2 separate regions of the Mus musculus genome follow, and region 1 is linked to region 2. Evidence: chromatin contacts called from public promoter capture Hi-C data. All regions are on one chromosome and are shown on one strand. Each heading gives the region's core, a stretch centred on a gene start, on an enhancer-like site or on the middle of the called end of the contact. The rest is flanking DNA. Distances are from core to core; before and after follow the strand shown.

Region 1 (7,219 bases), core at 10-2,509, 210 kb after region 2:
TTTGATGATCAGTAAAATATTAAGTCAAGGCTTATTATTATTATGTTTTTAAAATGTTTTTTATTTTTCAGGTTTTCGTTTGTGTGTGCATGTGTGTGTGTGTGTGTGTGTGTGTGTGTGTAAGTGTGTGAAGATGGACATGCACACCACAGCACACATGGGAAAGTCAGAGGACAACTTGAGAGTCAGTTCTCTTTCCAGCTAGGGGTCCAATTCAGGTCATCATTTTTGAGCAGCAAATGCTTTTACCCCTCAAGCCATCTTAATGGCCCAACTCAAGCTTTATTTACTAATGTTAAGACGATCAAATCTAGAACAATGTTTGGGTAATAATTACTTCTACTTTTGAGAGTAAGATAGATATGTAGTTTAGAACCAAAAATGTCGTAGTGAGCATAAATCAAGCAACTTCACTTCATTTCAATTTTAATAGAACTCCAAGTAAACTCTGCCTTAAAGAGGCATGGTCTAAAGAATAAAATTTCAGCCAATACATGACAGTCACATACGTGAGAGGATGCCCAGCCTCGGGAAAGAGAATTGGAAAGTTCTGTGTGTGGCCTCATACCTTTGGCCCATGGCTCTGCTGCCCCTTTCAGTAGAACTGAAACAAGTGACATCTATAAAATGCCACTAATTGGTTGAGGCCTGGGACATCTTGGATGTCCATCAAACCAATGTATGCTTTGATTTTTGTTTCCTTAGGAGCAATGGCAGATTTAGAGGAACTCCTGTAACTTCAGTGGTCTCCTTAGAGACCCATGGGCCTGCATCATAAGATGGTTGCCCAATATAAAGGAGTCAAATCCAGTCCATAAATAATGAAAAGCTACAGGTCCATATATGAATCAGATGAGAGACATAAAACCAACCTCTAACTGGGTAGTACAGGGAGAATCATTTAAATCTGCAATAATGATATGCCAGAGGTGTTCGGTGCCTTTTAAGAGACCATTAGAGCCCTGTGCACAAACACTCAAAGCATTTCATCAGGTTGACCTTAGAGACTTACCTGTAATTATATATTAGCTAAAGAAACCATTTGTCCTTTCCTCCCCCTAGGAGAGTACCGATCAGTCCTTTTCTCCCCTGTGAACTGCAATCCCCAACACTAATAGGCCATTAGTCCCAGAGTCTCTCCACTTCCCTCCAGGATGACTGTGCCAGTGTCTTCAAGGGAAACCCCTAAACTCTCTCCCGCAGTAGCAGGCTGAAGCCGACGGTCAAAGCTCACAGTTCACAGTTTTTCTCCCCTTCTTCCCTGTGCAGGAACATAATCAAGGCAGCTCAACAGGCCTAATTACCATGGAAACCACATGCACTATGGGATTATGAGTGTATTTGTTAAAATGACTCACAGGCTAGTCCCTCAGAAGCCCCAGACACACAGGTTTCTGGATGGTTTATAAAATCCATTTAAATGTTTTTTGGTTTTGCTTTTAAAAAAAAAAAAAAAGATTTTTTTTTTCCGGCTTTTATTGGTTTATCTGTTGCAATGAGGAGGGATCCATAAAGTCAACAGGCCGCTCTCCTTAAAAATGAAAAAACAACAGAGACAGACAGAGAGAGACAAAGAAAGAGAGACAGAGAGAGAAAGACAGAGAGAGACAGAGAGACAGAGAGAAACAGAGAGAAACAAAGAAACAGAGACAGGGAGAGACAGAGAAAGACACAGAGACACAGAGAGTGAAAGACACACACAGAGAGACAGAGAGACACACACAGAGAGAAAGATTCACACAGAGAGAAAGACACACACACACAGAGAGAGAGAGAGAGAGAGAGAGAGAGAGAGAGAAACACACAGAGAGAGACAGGAGAGAGACAGAAAGACACAGGGAGAGAAAGACACAGAGAGACAGAGAGAGAAAGAGAGAGAGAGAAAGACACAGAGAGAGAGAGACAGGAGAGAGACAGAAAGACACAGGGAGAGACAGGCACAGAGAGACAGAGAGAGAAAGATAGAGAGAGAGAGAGAGAGAGAGAGAGAGAGAGAAAGACACAGAGAGAGACAGAGAGACAGAGAGAGAGACAGAGAGAGCAGAAATAGAAAGAAAGTGAGCCAGTTGCCTCTGTTCTAAGATTAATCTATTTTTACCTCAGGTTTACAATGAAATTAATTTGAATTTGTCTATGGGAGGTAATTAATCTCTTTCTCATCTAAATAATTTAAGTATTCCATAAAGTAGTTTTAGACACTCAAGTGAAATAATTAGGTGAAATAAAATATTTATTAAGAAATACCAAACAAAATGACTTAAATCCGGGAGCACAAACTGTTACAGCAGCAGACCGTCCACAGCAGCAGACCGTCCACAGCAGCAGACCGTCCACAGCAGCAGACCGTCCACAGCAGCAGACCGTCCACAGCAGCAGACCGTCCACAGCAGCAGAATGTCCACAGCAGCAAAATATCTTTCCACAGCAGCTGACTATGATTCGCCCCATGCTCTAGCAGGAGTGTGATTTTGCCAGCCGCAGACAGTTTTTGTGATTGTGTGACATTTTGAATTCTGAGGACTTTTCAGAGGAAATATATAAATGCTAGGGCCCCAAGAGGTGTGTTATGTTGGTGGTGGTTGGTTGTTTGGTTGTTTGGTGGTTATTGTTGGTCACAGTTTGTTAAATAGTCATGTGTAAGGAAGAAACAACAAGAAGAAATTAGATATCCTGATGGCGAAGATCAAACTTGCCCCAAGGATCTCAACACCCCTAACCAGCAGAAAGTAGTCTAACAACAGTGTCACCCCTTTCCAGCCCCTGACTTTATCAGGGATCTCTGTCCTTTCCCTCCATCCTTTTTTCTCTCCTATCTAGTGTGAGGGGATTGAAGGGGTGGAAGGAAAGAGGTGGAGAAGGAGAAAGAGGAACCCACAAAGTAGCAAACACCAGCTACAGGATGTCACAAGTTAAACATTGTATTTTTAAAATTCGAAGACATTTAAAGAAACGACAATGACTTCCACCTCCTTAGTAAGCATCATTTAAGGCCCTGAACAAACAACTATGCATCATTATCTGTAGCTGGAACGTGACGGTGGGGCTTAGGGAGACCTGGTCCACCCAGAGGCCCAGGCCTGGCCTGACTCTTACCTTCTCTCTGAAGAAGGCATTCCTGTGAGTAGATCTCTCTCGCTGCTGAGCAGCCCAGGTCTGACTCTGCTACTGCTATTGATTCCCTCAAAGAAAGCTCTGCTAACCATCTCAGCATACCTATTTCCTCTGTGAGAAATAGAACTAAGCCTTATTCCAAAAAAATAAAAAATAAAACACAAATTACTCCTAATTATCTTCCCCACTCAGTAACATTATATACACAAAAATGCAACAAAATGGGCATTTAAAATCACTTTCTTCAGAATTATGTACATGTTTTATGCATCAATGCCAAAAACCACTCTGATAGTTTAAAGGAAAATAAATCCAAAGGAATATCTGTCAGGATGGACTAGGACAGCAGCCCTTCTCTACCCAGCAAACCCTGTCTATCAGTTTCACTCCACAGTCATGACTGGTCAGTGCGAAGAGCTCTCTTGTCTTCACTTTCAAATCCAAGCTTTGGAGTGCAGCTGCCATTGCTACCCTCCTCCACCCTCACTGCCAATGGCCAGGGAATATGTTCACATATGATTCTGATAGCTTCTTTCTACAAATGACATGTTCCAGGTTGCTTGCCTGTCTCTAGCCAATGCCAGGTACCTGGCCACACCTAACAAAAACAGGCTTGGGTAGTGTAAATATATTTTGAGTTGGAAGGGAAACTGGAAGTGATTAAGGATAAGCCTGTGGACTCCTAGATAAACAGTTCGAATCTAAGATTAACACTTCACTAAGTCGGAGCCTTGACAGCTGGCTGTGCCAGGGAAACAGGCTTCCCCAGTTGACTCTGGACTCCAGGGATGAACACTGACTGGATGAGACGATTCCTTTGGCTAGACATGGTAAGAAGTCCTTGGTTAAACTAAAAGAATATCTCCTTCAGGTTGGTAGCAATATGATCCTTTAGGAATACCTCCACTTCTGGAATAGTTAATATAGTTTAGGCATATGACAGATAAATACTTTATATCCATCAGATGAGGAAACAGATGCAGAGAAAGTTTTTAGCGACTTCCTCAAGTGATTCTGACTCCACAGTAATCTCTTATAACTACTTAATTCCTATTAACACTTTTTCTACACTGCTGTATTTTAGATTATTTTAAGACATGATAAAAGACAGGTGGTAAGATGATTAAATAATACTCATGGGTATCAGTGATTCCTAAATACATTCATAAAGTCAAAAAAAAAAAAAAAGCAAGAGATCAGCTCACTCCAGGGAAACCCTTAAAAATGGCAGTGAGGGTTTTTTGTTCATATGTAATTTTTTTACTATGGCTCAACACGGATCATATGAACACCCTTCTTAAACAGGGCTCTGTTGGCAAAGCCTAGAAATTACCTTTACTTTCCTGTTTGAAAATGCAAATGTGAGAGTAGGAGGCACTCTGTCATCTGCAGAGAAAGCACACCCCCACCATCTGTCTGTTAGGATGAGAACTCACAGAAACGTGTCACAACACTGAAATCTCCCCTCTTCCCTACTGCTGCAGTGCACGCGTCGTCTGGGAAATACAACACCTGAGTGGGAGGGAGGGAGGATGGAGGAGAACACAGCACATCCGCTACCAGAGCCACGCACACACGCACACACCCCTCCAGAAGTCAGGAGTGGAAACCTGTTGTCTAAGTAACTTGTAATCAGAAATGCCAGAGACCATTCAAGCCTCACTTACAGACACTGTAATCAACAAAATATACGCTGCACAAGAAAACAGGCTTCTCACTTAAGTTAGACACACACTGGTCGTGGAGTCCTTGGCCTTCGAGCTCAGGCCAGACTGGATTTATTTAGATCAAATCGATTTGCATGGCAAGTCACAGAGGATCAATTTTTATACGTGTGTGTGTGTATGTATATATTCATATATATATGTGCATGATGTCTCCATCATTATATATATATGTATATATATACACATGTGTGTATGTGTGTGTGTACATATATATCTATACATATATACATATATATCTATATATGTATATATACCAACAAAAACAAGTTTGGGCATGTGCATAAATGGTGAGTGTCTGAGTGTGTGTGTGTAGATATGTGTGCGAGCACACATTGCTCACAAAGAGAAGTGCAGGGAAACTACAAGATCAAGCTGTGTGATTTGGGGAGGTTGTTTAATCTTCCCAAGACCTGGTAACCTCACTTGCAAAATGGAATTAATAATAGCAGAATATATTGACAGCTGTCATGGAGGCCACTAACTCTTTGGTTTTGTTAAGTTGTGGACTTTTCTCCAGGGTCTAGTGAACATATTTTTCACAGAGGTTGGGCTGCAACAAGGCCTCGAATCAGCCAATCACAGTGGTTCCTTCTGCTTGGTCATGTGTGAGTCAAGAGGGGAAGTCAGCTAGAGAGGCCTCTTTCGTTTTCTTTTTACCTTTCTTCTTCCTCACACGGTGCTATGGAGCACATCTGAGGTCTTGTGCATACAGGCAACTGCTCTGTGATTGAGACACATCTCTAGCGTTTACTTAAGTCAGGAGCTGTCTCTCCATGTAGCTTCTTATGTGCTTGACTCCCCCATGGAGCCCAGGCTAGCCTCAGACTTGAGAAATTCCTGCCTGTTCCTCCGCAGTGCACAGGTGACCACACAAGCTGTTTCTCAGCTTTAGAAAGAGATGCATGAGTGACAGGCATCATGGCTCATACTTACAATCCCAGCAGTTAGCAGCCTGGGGCAAGAGGGTTGTCAGGTTGTGGCTAGCTTGGACTACGTGATGAGCTCTTGTATGCTGAGTAAGACCCTGTCACAATTGAGCAAGCGAGCTTCATGAGAGGAAATTAGGCCCTCAGCTGTGCCTGTGGACACCAAACTGGCCCTTATTTGGACTTTAGCAGGCATCTCCACATACTGAGGGGAGCTGGCCCGAGAGAGCAAGTGAGCTGAGGGTGTCAGAGTTCAGCTCCTTAAGAACACTGCCCAGCTGCTCAAGAACAGACTCAGCTTCTTGAGGTATATTTCCTATTGTTTCCATTTAGGCAACGGCTTCCCCCCACCCACCTCCCATCAGCAGCTCAAAATATTCTGGCAGAAAAAAAAGGTTCCTTTCACATGGCTAATTTCAAGATGAGTTGAAAACAGTAACATATAAAGTTTAGGGCACAGACCAAATGCCTGTTAAACGCTGGTTCTCAGCTGCCTTAGTGAGGGTGGCGCTGTTCATCCCTTCTAACAGGAGGGAGTGCTTTTACTCCCGGTGGCTTGAAAGACTCCTCTGTAAGGGTTTTTGCTTCTTCCCCAAAACACAGTTAAGGGCAGAAATCATTGCTTTCTCTTCTTTATTCATCTAAGAGATGAATATCATGTATATAAGGTTATTTTAAACAATAAGGATAGTGTTTACTTCAGACAACAAGCCCTGTTGAGTTGATTGCAGCGTAGGGAAAAAAAATCTATAATTAAATGGAGAAGTCTTCCTGACTGTGCAAATCAATTTGATCTAAATAAAATCTAGCCCAGGCCAAATACTCAGTGGAGTAGCCAAGCATTCTGCCTTGGAGTCTGTCTGGGTTGACTGAAAAGCTGCTTCCAGTAGAAGAGAGTCTGTAAGTCATCCTGCCTATGTGGGAGGAAGGTACAGTGCCTCTGGGGTTTCACCTCAGCCTTAGTTCATAAAGGTACTTGGACTTTCTTTGTGGAAACACTCTGTAGAGCCTTCACATGCCTGACATCAGTGCTTAGCATCGAAGGTCTCATCCCCAGTGTGACCTCCTAGAAGCCTTCTGAGATTACAAAGGAAGGAAGGAAGGAAGGAAGGAAGGAAGGAAGGAAGGAAGAAAGAAAGAAAGAAAGAAAGAAAGAAAGAAAGAAAGAGAGAGAAAGAAAGAAAGAGAAGGAACGAGAGAGAAAGAAAGAAAGAAAGAAAGAAAGAGAGAGAGAGAAAGAGAGAAAGAAAAAAGAAAGAAAGAAAGAAAGAAAGAAAGAAAGAAAGAAAGAAAAGAGAAGAAAAGGGAAGAAAAGAGAAGAAAAAAGAAAAGAAAAGAAAAGAGAAGAGAAGAGAAGAGAAGAGAAGAGAAGAGAAGAGAAGAGAAGAGAAGAAAACTAAATCCCCACTATCACATATACAACTGGTACAACCACCTCCCCTTTTATCTAACAAC
Region 2 (6,555 bases), core at 2,981-5,480:
GGTTTGCTTAAATTTTATGGACAGCACAGGTTCAGGGGTAGAGTGTATTAGTAAGGTGTGGGAATTTCTACATGTAAGAGTAGCTTAAGCCAGCAGGGGTGTGTTTTCTCTCATAGCGAAGGGGTGGTGTCAGGCAGTCAGTGACTGACTCAGATACTCTGCTCTCTGCAGTTAGACTTGGTCATGTTTTGCTCTCATAGAGACCATTTCACCATAGGAAGATGGTTGGTTGAGCACAGTACATTGCAATCGTGCTTAAGGATACAGGAGTGGGATATAAGCCTTTATCACATCAATTATAAATGTCCTTCCAGAGATCAACAGCCAGCTAGGTAGATACCATCTCCAATGGCCACCTTTGACTGTAAGAGAAGCTAAGCAAGCAATATGAAGCTTCTGAGTCCAAAGCAAAGAGGAGGAAGGCTGCTGGGAACGAATCTGAATGTCCACTATATCAGCTCTCTCTGTATTTAAAATCACAGGAAACCTACATGTTCGATAACACAGACGACAAGACTGCGAGACTCACAGTTTATACACTGTACATTTTACATCAAATACTATCTTACGAATGGTATTTCTTCGGCCCAACATAATTCTACTTGAGCCTCAGTCTGGGAAGACATGCTAGTTTGCCCAATTCTATTTTTTCACAGGCCAACACACCAGTCTTGAAATATAATGGATAATAAAGTTATGCGGAGAATCCCTGAATACTAGGCCACCCATAGAGTGTGCTTGTCTGACTTTGCATGGAGCAGATGCTCCTGGGCTACCCATGGACATTGCTCATCTGACGATGCACAGAACATGCTCTTGAGTACTCGCTTCTATCTGCACACTGAGGCACAGATGTGCTTTAACTTTCCTAAGCAAAATAACAGGAAGTAACGTCATTCTTGGGGTCATGGCACTCATAACAGAATGTGTCACTGGAGATCTATTGGGAAGGCGTCGTGTCTGATACAGACCCTAGCTCGAGATGGATAAAATAATCTCAATTCTCAAACGTTCTTCAGTCTACTGTAAGGACCCAACCCAAGAGGGCTAAACGCTTCTACATCCTTTACAACTTCAGTTTGAAAGGGGCCTCTGCCTCTTCAGCCAGCTGGGCAGGTCATGGAAATTCTATCCTTGCAAATGAAACTGTGGGTACCAGAAAAGCATTTTTTCCCTCTGACTAGTGAAACAGCTATGACAGAAATTTTCTTTTCCCCATGACACTTTAAAAATGACTCCTTTAAAAGTGACATTTTAAAGAAGCTTCTCTTTTGGTGCCATGGAGTTGCTTAAAAATAAATTAGAATAAAAGCTCTAAGGAATGTCTGTTTGAGCACAGCTGTGATTCGGGGAAACAAGACTGTTCATTTCAGCCATCTCTCCCCTGGAACTCCTTCTTGGTCCTCAGATTACATGGGAATCAAAACTAGTGCTATCTTTATTTTCAAAGCCAGTTGGCCTGTTTTGCTGGCAAATACATGTTATGCTAGAGCCTTGCATTTATGCTTCATTTTCAGAACCAAATTGTGATGGTGAGCCTGTAAGGTCGAGGATCAGGTCATGACAGCTAGGGTAAGCTTTCGGGAATATTGCATGAATGAATGAGAGACTGATGAAAACCGGAGAACAGTAGTGGGTGGGTTGCTAAGCAGCTTGGTAAAGAGGATTACAAATTAGGTCTGATTAGTAGAAAAGGTGGCAGAGAAGAATGTTGTTCTAGGCCAACAGAGCTGGGCCCTAGTCCCAGGGTGGCTTGCTTGGCTTCACCCACTCAACAAATACTCCTTGAATACTCTAGGCACCGTGACAGGCTCAGAATAAGACAAAATTTCTTCTCCCAAAACATACTGATGGTGGCTAATCAGACCAGGGGAGAGATGTGGAAAGAGAGACCACCACGGTAAGCGTGGTGGAGCAAGAAGAGGCTTCTAGATCTGGCTGTTTTCCAGGAAAGCTTTCTGAAGACTATTGCTTCATGTCTTGAGGGATGCAAAGGGTCATTTATGGATTGGTGGGGACACTTATCCACCATAGGGAAGGGGACTAGTGTGTGAGCTATTCTGCGTCATGAAATATAGGAGGTGCCATTTGAGAGCCGATGGCACAGCCAGAGATGAATCAAGAGAAGTAACCTAAGTTACTTTGCAAAGTGAAAATGCCATTGAATCAGTAAAATCTTCGGTTGAGGGTAGAAGTTTAGAGATTAGACAAAACTGGGTTTAAAGAAAAGCTCTGATGCACACCAGTCATGTGGCAATAATCACTTAAAACAACAAACAAACAAACAAACAAACCACTGCCCAAGCTTAGTCTCCTTAGCACAGTGTCCTGCTGATTTGCTTGTCTATTACATCCAGCAACTCCTCTCAAATCAAATGTCTTAAGACAACAGATATTTAGTAATTCTCGGGGTAATTAATTCTTAATCAAGAATCTGTTGTGGCTTAACTGAGTGAGGCCTTCGCTTCAAGGGTCTATCATATGGCTGCAACCAAAGTCAGCCAGGGCTGTGGTGCTATCTCAAGACTCCACTAGCTCACCTACATGACTCTTAGCAGAATCTGGTTCCTTACTGGCTGGTGACCAGAGGCTGTCTGGAGTTCTTTACTCTGCATTGCTCTCCAAATGCAGTAGATGGCTTCCTCAGAACCAGTGGAGAGATGGTGTTGGCTGGCACGACAGAAAAGCCACTGAAGTGAATTCTCATCACTATGGCCCCCATTCTGTTGGTGAGAATACACAGGCTAGCCCACCTTCCTGGGAGGCTGGGTGATTTTACAAGGGAGGAAACACTAGGAAATCAGGCTGTGGGGATTCCGTCTTGGAATTTGGTTTGCCACTAATTTGTAGGACAGACCTCCAGTCAAAGTTAGCTGCTATTGTTATGCTGAATGGAGGAGATGTGCCGAGCCTGAGGAAGAATCCATGAAGGATGGAAGAGGTGACCTTGAACAAGTCAAATAATCTCACATCTTTGAGACACCATTTTGTCCTCAGCAAAATGTAAATATTTGGTCCCAAGAGGAAAAATGAGAAAAAAAAAATGTGCAAACTTGAGTTTGTTTTGTGTAAGAGCAAACATACCCCTCTCCAGCTAGAGGGAGCAAACTGCTGTGGGCCTTTTTTGTTGTGTTGATTCAGAGTCTTTCAGTCTGGTGTCTTCAAGAAGTTTTAGTATTTGGCCCCATGGGTCTTTAAGAATTACATAGCTGGATAAACACAAAGAGAAAGCTCTGTTTGAGAGTCCTATATCTTTAAGTTTTTTTTTAAACTACCTTTGCTTCTAAGGAGCCTGTGGGGGATGGGCCAAGCCGAGAGAAAACGGACTGTACGTGGGAAATTTCACCCTCCTGATAATAAAATAGTAATAAAATCTCATCCGGCTCCCAGAGGGGATGTTTATGATGGAGGGGGTTCCCCAACACCGGCACAGCTGCTTTCCAGGTTGTAAGGTTTCCCATCCTGCAGGGCAGCTCGGGTTACCGACTCTGTGGCCTCCCGCTAGGGCAGTTCCTAAACTCCCAGGCTTTGGGAGAAACACTCAGTGGTTCCGCCCCGGCGCCTGGCCGCCTCACTCCAGGCTCCAACTCAAGGGGGTCACACAAAGTAGGATTCACCGTCTGCTGAAGGGTGGTTTCCCCCAGGGAAGGCAAACAGCTGGGGAGGACATTTCAGAGGGTGGCAGTGTCCTTACAAAGGTTAGCCAGCGCTTGGGGATAGAATTTAGGAGTCAGCCTTTCACAAAGGCATGCTTCTCAGCAGGAAATTTGGGTGGGGCGGAGCAGCCCCCGGATGGAGACAAAGCTCCTTTGATTCTTTATCCGAGGGCCAGGCCTCTAGCGAGAGGGGTACCCCGGACCCTAGGGCAGGGCGCGAACTCCAGTGTGTTCATTACCCTCCCTCGCTCTGCCAACCCAGTGCGCACAGTCGCTCCTGCCCAGAGCTGCACGCGCGCCGAGGGTCCTGCCAGCCCTTGAGGTCACCTCCTGCAGCGTCGTAGCCTACACTGGAGAGTTGGGGGTAGCCCAGGAGTAGTTGGGACAGCCTAGACCAGACCGGGCCAACGGCCTCACCTTCCAGCCCGGCCACTCCAGCAAACTACAGCAGTCTTAGAAAACCTAATGAGAACCACATGTAGTGGCCGCTGGCGAACTTTCTCAGAGTCGCTGATTGGTCAGTGGCCGAGAGCTGTAGCCAATCAGCGCGCTGGGCGGGCCCGTATTGCGGACCAGAGGTCCAAGTTGGAGTCTGGCGGGCAGTGTGGCCCGCAGAGACTTGCGGAGTGGAGGGCAGAGCCAGGGAGGAGTGAGCATGTTTCGGGACCCGACAGCCGGGTGGCTAACACCGCCATCACCGCTATCGCTGCTGGTGATGCTGTTGCTGCTGTCGCGAGTCGGGGCTCTGCGTCCCGACGAGCTCTTTCCTTACGGGGAGTCGTGGGGAGACCAGCTGCTGCCGGAGGGCGACGACGAAAGCTCAGCAGCTGTGAAGCTGGCAATACCCCTGCGTTTCTACGATGCCCAGTTCAGCAGCCTCTACGTAAGTTCAGCTCCCGGAGGTGCGCGGTTGGGTGTGGGACTCTTAGCTTCTTCCCAGGGAGTGGAACAACCTCCATGTTTAACTGTCGTCCCCTCTGGGGACCAGGCTTAGCAGCGGCGCTGCAACTTCTTGATCCTTACTGTGGAGGAATAAGGATCGTTTCAAGGGCGAGCTGGAACCGTGCCCCTCTACTTTGACATTCTAGGCAGGAAGATGAAGTTAAGGCTGCGAGTGGGGTTTGCGTTTAGGGCGGTGGGGGGGGGGGGACTGTGCACGCCGGCAGAGCTATCTTAAGGGCGAGCAATACTGGAGAAAGATGGACCGGTTCGAGAGCAGCCGCACCTGTGGGTCGCAGTGCACTGGAGGGTGAGATAGGAGCTTGCTACCCTGGATGTGGCTCAACCTTGATTGGAGTAGAAATATTTTCTACAATAGGTGGACGGTAGGTGCGTACGACTGGAGCACGGTGGCTGCCCTTGGGCTTGAGCGACCACCACTATTTTGACCTTTTAAAAATATTAAAAATGTTGGGGATTCACGTGCCACCTCGTGTGTATGAAGATCAGAGAACTGGCTTTTTCTTCCACCTTGTGTCCTAGAACTCAAGTCGTCGGGTTTGACGGCAAGGTGCCCTTACCTGCTGAACTGTCTCACCGCCCCTTGGTCTTATTGTAGGTGGGCACCAACGGCATCATCTCCACCCAGGACTTCCCCAGGGAGACTCAATATGTAGATGATGATTTTCCTACTGACTTCCCAGCCATCGCCCCTTTCCTGGCTGACATCGACACTAGTCACAGCAGGGGCCGGATCCTGTACCGCGAGGACACCTCCGGAGCTGTGCTGAGCCTGGCTGCCCGCTACGTGCGCACTGGCTTCCCGCTGTCGGGGTCCAGCTTCACCCCCACCCACGCCTTCCTGGCCACCTGGGAGCACGTGGGCGCCTACGAGGAGGTCAGTCGCGGGGCTGCGCCGTCAGGAGAGGTAAGTGAGGGATACCCTGCAGCTGAATAAATTAAAGGGACGGCCTGAATTTTGTGTTGGATCTAAGGCTTTGACTAGGAGTTTCTTCCCTTGATCAGGCGTTGAACTGGATGAAACCAGTGCTTAGGCAGCTTGTGAGTGAAGTCTATTTATTGTCTCTGGGGGCATTCTAAGGCTCTCCTAAGTGGCTAAGTCGGCTTAGTGAAATGAGGGACTAAGGCTCAGATACCAAGAACCACCTATAAGTACACAAATATTTCTAATGATAGGTTCATTGAAGGGAAAAAATGGAAAATTGAGGAAGTTTTCAAAAGGAACAACCTCTTATTTTCCTACCACTGTTAATTAATTAATTAATTAATTAATTTTTTTGGTATGAGTTGGGCGTGGCAGCACATGCATTTAATTCCAGCAGAGGCAAGCAGATCTCTGTGAGTTCGAGGCCAGCCTGGTCTACAAAGTGAGTTCCAGGACAGTGAGAATCCACAGAGAAACCGTGTCTGGACAAACCAAAAGTAACCCATATTTTGTATGTACATTCCCAGCTATTGCTTTAGCATATTCTTGCCATTAGCAATGGTGGGTTCACAGTGCCCATAATACTGTTTCACTTGCTTCTTCTGCTGGATTGTATACTCTTGAAAGTGTGATTCTGTAACATTGAAACAGCTGTATCAGACCTCCCCCAGTGAACTTATGACCCTTCCTAGGGATCATTAAGGTTGCTCCCGTGTTTTTATTATAATCAGTACTATACAACACTTTTCAAGGTTTTTATTTTATTCATATGTGTGTCTCTCTCTGCTGGTGTTGGTAGGGCTAGAAGAGGGCTTAGATTCCCTGCAGTTAGAGTTGTTACTTACAGGCAGTTGTGAGTGGCTTGACTGAGTGTGGCTTGACTGATTGCATACAGGGATTTGAGCTAGCATACTGACAGGACTACATGTGCTCTTAGCTGTGGAGCCACCTCTCTAGCACCTCTCTAAAGCCAACACTGTCTTAGCTGACATCCCAGGAAAGTAGAGAAGGATG

Evidence for each region. Promoter capture Hi-C pulls out the DNA fragments that hold promoters and counts their contacts.
Region 1: a promoter capture Hi-C map of cranial neural crest shows a contact between it and region 2. The contact joins the enhancer-like site here to the promoter of Nid2 in region 2. A contact is called at or near these places in 12 of 39 promoter capture datasets (the HPC-7 cell line, cranial neural crest, embryonic stem cells and 7 more), 4 of 484 Hi-C or Micro-C datasets (the G1E-ER4 cell line, embryonic stem cells and nephron progenitors), 5 of 115 datasets of contacts at active chromatin or transcription factors (astrocytes, embryonic limb bud, embryonic stem cells and 2 more) and 1 of 9 other capture datasets (adipose tissue).

The regions. Positions count from the first base shown.
Region 1 is chr14:19,963,037-19,970,255 of GRCm38.p6, forward strand. All of the region lies in intron 1 of Gng2 (guanine nucleotide binding protein (G protein), gamma 2), which reads right to left. Among named protein-coding and RNA genes, the nearest start is that of Gng2, 11 kb to the right of the region's middle. Within about 2 kb of position 1,260, at least 29 of the 459 cell types and tissues checked have an H3K27ac peak or open chromatin away from gene starts, as enhancers often do. A contact at or near this core is called in the G1E-ER4 cell line, where this site is marked.
Region 2 is chr14:19,747,027-19,753,581 of GRCm38.p6, forward strand. It overlaps Nid2 (nidogen 2), which reads left to right and starts at 4,231. Exons shown (of 21, transcript NM_008695.2): 1 at 4,231-4,539; 2 at 5,215-5,523. The coding sequence starts at 4,312.